2 separate regions of the Drosophila melanogaster genome follow, and region 1 is linked to region 2. A link is a contact called in public Hi-C data. All regions are on one chromosome and are shown on one strand. The core of a region is the stretch at or near the end of the contact, and the rest is flanking DNA. Distances in the headings are between cores, read along the strand shown. Region 1 overlaps rdgA (retinal degeneration A). Region 2 overlaps rdgA (retinal degeneration A).

Region 1 (3,269 bases), core at 608-3,107, 57 kb after region 2:
CGAAAAAAAAACGAGGAGAAAATTAGCCAGAATGAAAATGGGCTGGGTTTTGGGGTTGAGGCTGCTGAAAAAGTTTTTCCATTCACTTTTCGTTTTGTTTGCCGAGTTTTACTCTGTCAAAAATTTATTTAAATATTCTACTGAATTTCCGGGAACACTTTTGGCCTTCCCCCCTCCCTCTTTCGATAAAGTTCTTGGCGCCCAAAAATGCCACGCGTTATAAAATTTCCCTAACAGTCATTAAGTGCAACAAAAACACACTTCTCGTCTTGTCTTCTTTCTTTTTTTTCTTTTTTTTTTTTTTTGTGGCAGCGACAAATGGCAGCAAATTATGATGCTGCTTCCAAGTTATTCTGACAAAAGGAAGAAGATCCAAAACCCAAACCCAAACCCAAAGAAAATTGGAAACCCTTACCCCATCAAGCGTAAACTCTTCTCCATTTTAACCAATTTTTCGTTTCGTTCTTGGTTTCCTTTTTTTTTTTCCTTCCTTTCCCTGCTGCCAACAATTAATTGAAATTAACATATTTTTCTTCTTTTTATTTTAGACAACTTCCCAAACCCCTCATTCCTTGACCGCAGATCCACGCCTGACTAACTCAATTTCCACGAGTTTTACTCCGCCGGAAAAATTAAAATGCCGCGGATTAATTTTCAGCGTCTGGGCGAGGAAAATACGAAAAAAAAAAAAATGGGGGAAGTCAGCCACTCGGACCAATTAAATTCTTGCCAAAAGTTCACAAATTGCTTTATTTCAATAAATTACGAAATTTTACTAGTATCCATTTTCGCTTTCGAGTTGGAAAGGTGAAGAACTTTCTAATTTTCTCGGCGAAAATTTTGATGTATGTTTCACTTAAGAGCAGTTTAATTTTTTTTTTTTTTTAAACATTTAAAAGGGGGAAAGTCCGAATTAATTTCAGCAAATTGTTTATGGGGCCTGTAAGTGAAGCGCTCTCATTTTTGTGGCACCTTTAATGAGCCAGACTAAAATGCAGGGGCACACAGCCAAAGGGGGGGGGGTGGGGGTATATCCCCAATTCCCAGCCGAAGTGAAGTGAATCCCGAGGATATGGCGTTCGGTTTGCTCGGTCACATAATAAGGAAATTCCTCATACGCCACCGAATCCCCAGTTGCTCCACTTGCAGCGCTTTGAAATGCTGTACATATTATATATATGTGTAATATATATATATTTCATATTGTTGTTGTGGCTCCTTGTCGGGCTGTGCCTTTATGAAAAATTATACAAAACTTTTTACTTAGTGCCACGCGGGCTCTGAACAATTACGAGGCCATCAGGGAAGTGGATGGCAGGGCAAACGGCAAAGGGCAGCGGCGTCAAGTCAAGGGGTCGGCAAATAAATAACGTGTTTGTAATAATCCAGTCTCTCTCACTCTCTATATATATATACATATAAATATATAAATATACGTGTGTATATAATTGATTTGGCCCCTTAAACGATGCAGTAAGTTAAGGGGGAAAATGTGTGCGAATGTGGGGCTGGTCAATTGAAAATGGTTTCCCATTCGAATTGCTGGCTTATCGCTGCCAAGCACAATCTGTCAGTTCTCGACTAATTAACTGAGTGGCGAACAATGTCCAAGATTTATGGGCATTTTACTTGGCCGGAAATTTACTTAATTACAAAGTATTCACCCTTAACTAAAGTGGCATAAATCAGGGCAATTGTTGAAGAAACTTTGCTTGTGGTCGGTACATTCTCTAAAAGTTTTGGTTTCTTAAACTTCTGCGCAAAGGGAATTTAAAAGCTATGCCATTGTTGTGACTTTAATGGGTTAACGGCTTAATCGTTTTTTGTAGCAAGACTATTGTTTTGAAAAATGCCGAAAAGTAGGCAATCGCAATCGAATCAATCTCAGTACGGAAATAGGCTATGCACCTATGAATGCACCTGCTTTTCCTGCATTTTCCAATTAAATCTGGATAACTCGTCGAAGGTCAGATGCCCCGGCAGTTTTTCTAATTACGCACTCTAACAAATTCTTTGCGACTCACAATACCATTCCATGCTGTCACCTGGCAAACTTTCGGCATTTCTATGGAATTCAATTTCAAAGCTATATCATTTTCATTTAATTTCACGCTTTCAATTTGCGACCCACACAAACAGGAGCGTTTGGAGAAAAGAAAACGAAGGGGTGGGGGGTTTTGGTTGGAAAGGATCGCTCTTTGTCCGGCCGCATCCCTTTTTTTTAGCTCACACTCGCATTCGTGTTCGCATTTGAGACCCCACCATCAGTTTCGCCCATGGTGACCCCCTTTTTCATCGAGTGGTGACCCCGCGCCACCAGAGGACTCGCGGCACATGCCAAAGGTATGCCATAATGGATTCTTTTTTTTTTTTTTTTTTGCCGTTGTTTTTCTTTAGCCACCTATTGTCTGTAAAACGAAACCGCCTCTCGCCCCATTTCCCCTCAGTCTCATCCATTTTCCAGCCCGGAATCAAACCGAACCGTAGCGAACCGCATCGCCCGTCAATTTAGCACTTTCAACTAAACACACACGTGCACCTGTATGTTTTTCGAATGGATTGAAAGGGAATAGAAAGCAAAGCAGGAGGCAAAAGAAAAAAGTTTTAAAATACAACAAAAGAAGGGCGGGTAAACTGCACATCGCTTCAAACGGCAAACAAGAATATCCATGACCAGGTCAAAAGGCAACACGCATCACGACCACGAATCTGATTGCCCTCGCGGCATTTGCGTTTAATATTTCATATACCTATCACATTCTACATATTTCTAAAAGAAAAAACCAAATTTCTTAGTGTTATTTTTAATTATTAATCACTATTTTTTTAATTTACCTATTTTTCCATTTCAATTATGCGTAAGGGAATTACCTTAGCACAACATTTTTATGGAAACGATGACAAAGGTCGTCAATGGTTTTGGCCCCTGCATTTTTCAGCCATGCAACTGGCAGCAGTTTTCAAAAATACTTCAAACAAACAATTTTAGCACCGATGGCGATAAAAGGATTTTTCAATTTGCGAAAACCTTCGATGCGAGGGCTTTTGTGTGCGAGTGCGAGTGAGTGTGTGCTTGTGCGTTTGTTTGGGACTCACGAAATTGGTCAGCAAAAATTTGTTTGGCGTGTAAATTGAGCTTTTTTTTTTGCAGCCATTGTTTAAGTTTCGTGGGGGAAAGGAAAACTGCGGAAAATGCTTTTTAATCATTTAACTAACGTAATCAATTCTCCCATTTCTCTCTCTCTCTCTCTCTTGCTCTTTTCTCGGTC
Region 2 (3,107 bases), core at 370-2,869:
TCATTCCGCCCTTCTTCCCCCTTGTATGCCCAACAAAGTGCCCTTACCGTCGGCTGTAAATATCATATTAAAATGGCATTACTTGAGGTCATGCAGCGTATGGAGTTGGTTGGCGTTAATTAATTTTTAATGAATATATATTGACAATGCATTGAAAGCTATCACAAGCCACACTATGGCCTTATGCTATGTTAATTATTTCTTTTTTGTGCACTTATTTTTTTTTATTTTTTTTTTCATAGTTAGCTGGCTTTTGCGTTTTTTAAAAGCCCGCCATTTCCGTCCTGCCTCGTGGCCTAAAAGTAGGCAACACTCTGAGTGCCAACGCTTTCGAGTGTGTTGCACTTGAGGGCCAAAAGACGGCAAACGGGAAAGCGAGGTAGCGAAGGGGCGAAAAAAGTGCGGAAAAGTAGGGAAAAGTGCGGAAAAGTGTGGCAGCGTTTATTGTTTGTCAAGCGATACGCTTCAAAGGATCTTATGGTAGGCGAAGAAAAGCATTGCATATGCTGGAAAATTCATTAAAAAAAATCAATGCAAGTGCTTAACAACGAATTTCTTGTTTACCACTGGGATCATTTTTTTTTTTGATTTTTAATTTTGATACATCATCCTTAAAGGGTATTTGAGGTGGTGCCTTTGCCTTGGATTTTCCTTTGCCCCTTTTGGCTGCTGTTGTTCCCTCGATTCATATGTGTTGTTGCTACCACTCTGTTTGCACTGTTCTTGGCATTGTTTTCCTTTGGCCGGATTGTTGTTGCCGCTACCGAAGCCATCCATAGCTGCTATAGCCATATAGCTGATGCCAGGCATTATGGGTCGGCTCAGAGTCTGAGCTCCCTGGGTTTCAGCTGAGAGTAGCTTGGCATTGCATGGCAGCCAGCCAGCATTTGCAAGTCAAATGAAATTATTTATTTTGCATACAGAGGAACAGGATTGTCGGGTGGCTGGGAATGGGGCTCGCAGTTTCGTGATGAGGGGCGGAATTGGAGTGAATATAAAAAATAAAAGGAATATAATGTTATACAACATGCATTTATTATAAATATTTAAGCAATATTCCGGCTACTTTGGAGAGTGCGTCTGTCAAAGGGGGAATGAGATTTCAATTTTAGATGGAAATTCTTGGCTAATTAGTGAGCATCGGCGCACAGAGAGCTTTTCCTGCACATTTGCCTGCATTTCGAATGGGTGTGTGTGTGTGTGCCTGTGTGTGTGTTTGTGTGTGTGTGTGCCTTGGCATTTCCGTTAGAAACTTTCCATTTCCGTTTGCAGAGATTTTTTAATTTTCCTGTTCATTTAATTGCACAAGAAGCGAAAGATATGCCAAAACGAAGAGAAATTATAGTTCAACTTAATGATTTTCCAGTGAATTTGTGCCAAGTTGTGCTCGTTCATTTCTTTACCAAAATTCAGTACTGTATTTTCACATAAATTTAAGAACAAATCTCTGCTCACCGACAGCTTTTGGCCATCAAGAACCGATTACTTTCCGGGAACCACTTGCAAAAGCGTTAAACGAAAACAAAATCCGTTCACAAACACAAACGCACGCACACACTCACCTACACCTTTTTACATAAATACTCACTCACACTCAGGCATTAAAGGGAGTGAGGTAGAAATCCCTTCAGCTGAGAAGTATGCAACATTTGGGTTTTATTTTTCATTATTTCTCTGCTGTCCGCCATGTTGCTTATTTAATAATTCACACAGCTGGCACCGGAAAAAGGGATGCGTTCACTGAGAAAAAAGTGCGTCATAATTAGCTGCAAATAGACGAAAATAGTAGATAAAAACAAAAAAAAAAAACCGCACAAACTAAAATTATTACATTTACTATAAGATTACGAAAATTATGAAAACCTTTACTTTCAAAGCATTTCCATTTTAGTTTTTTCTTGAGCTTCAGCTTAGTTTTCCGGTGCACCCGTGTGTGGTAGTAACGCTTACGTGTGTTTATGCTTGATTATAACATTTATGGCGATTACTCATACGCCCCGTGTGCCACAAGCCACTGACAATGATGATGGGGCGACACTCGAGTCAAAAACGTTGCTAATTAAGTGTTAAATCATGCCGAAAATATGCCCATTCAGCTGCCAACTCATGTGTGTGTGGTTGTTATTTTCATTTCTTTATTTTACTAGGGCGTACTGTAATGTTAGGTATTATATTGTAGTAGATATAAGGTGTATGTGCGTTCCATCCATTCGCTTTGACAGCCACGCCCCAAAGAGCACGCACTCGTTGTGCACAAATGAACGCAAAAATTCGCAGACACATGCCTTCGTTTTTTTTTTGCCGGAAATTCGCCAACTCATGTCCTTCACCTTCACCAAAACGCGCCACGCGCCCCCATCCCCAAAAACGGATAGAAAAACGCTCGAAAAAAAAAGGGTTTAGGATGCGCGAATCCTCGAGTGATTTGTGCGTGGGTCCTGCTCAGTTCATAAATCATTTCTAATAGAACTGTTGCCATTAAGCCGAACATATTTTCCGAGCCTAATTTACACACAGTCAATTTGGCACAAGGAAACCGGTATAATTAAATAGTACTCTTTGCTGTAGGGATTTTTTGACTGTTACCGCTTACATTAAATATTAAAAACAAACTAACTTGCTGGGAGAAACTAAATTCTACATACTCGGAAGTTTGTATCCTTGTTTATTTTCTTTGGCAGTTTTCGCAATATTGTCGCCATTGAAGGCAACTAATGAACTTTATTAAAATACCCTCTAATGTGCACACATGTCGTGCCTTTTGGTCCCCCCTTTTTTTTTTGTTTTTTTGACACACTTTTATGGGCAATTTGAAACACATTTCATGTGGGCCCAGCCTTCGCCTTCAACTGGCAAAAACAACGTCGTAGTATAATGTGTTGCCCACTTTTTTTGGGGTGGGGGGTTTCTCCTCATTAACTTTTGCTGGGGCTTCACATAATAAGATGTTGTTGTGCGTACTTAAGTGAAATCTCCTTAATATGTTAACAACTCATTGGGGGATTTTTTTTTTTTTTCGTTTCGACCTTAGACAATTGGCCCACTGTGATAGACGCTTTTTGGCCGAGTCCTGTGGCCATGTCATTTTTGTCAGGAAAATTCGAAGA

What was found. A called contact is a pair of places that touch in the nucleus more often than the background predicts.
Region 1: a Hi-C map of the Kc167 cell line shows a contact between it and region 2, with 1.9 times the contacts expected there. The contact joins two enhancer-like sites. A contact is called at or near these places in 37 of 107 Hi-C or Micro-C datasets (the D17-c3 cell line, the Kc167 cell line, the S2 cell line and 13 more).

What each region holds. Positions count from the first base shown.
Region 1 is chrX:8,996,089-8,999,357 of dm6, forward strand. The region is part of intron 3 of rdgA (retinal degeneration A); the gene reads left to right. The region is part of intron 2 of lncRNA:CR43836 (long non-coding RNA:CR43836); the gene reads right to left. Among named protein-coding and RNA genes, the nearest start is that of mir-31b, 4.3 kb to the left of the region's middle. Within about 2 kb of position 1,858, at least 6 of the 39 cell types and tissues checked have an H3K27ac peak or open chromatin away from gene starts, as enhancers often do. A contact at or near this core is called in the Kc167 cell line and head, where this site is marked.
Region 2 is chrX:8,939,497-8,942,603 of dm6, forward strand. The region is part of intron 3 of rdgA (retinal degeneration A); the gene reads left to right. Among named protein-coding and RNA genes, the nearest start is that of CG43255, 17 kb to the left of the region's middle. Within about 2 kb of position 1,620, at least 6 of the 39 cell types and tissues checked have an H3K27ac peak or open chromatin away from gene starts, as enhancers often do. A contact at or near this core is called in the Kc167 cell line and head, where this site is marked.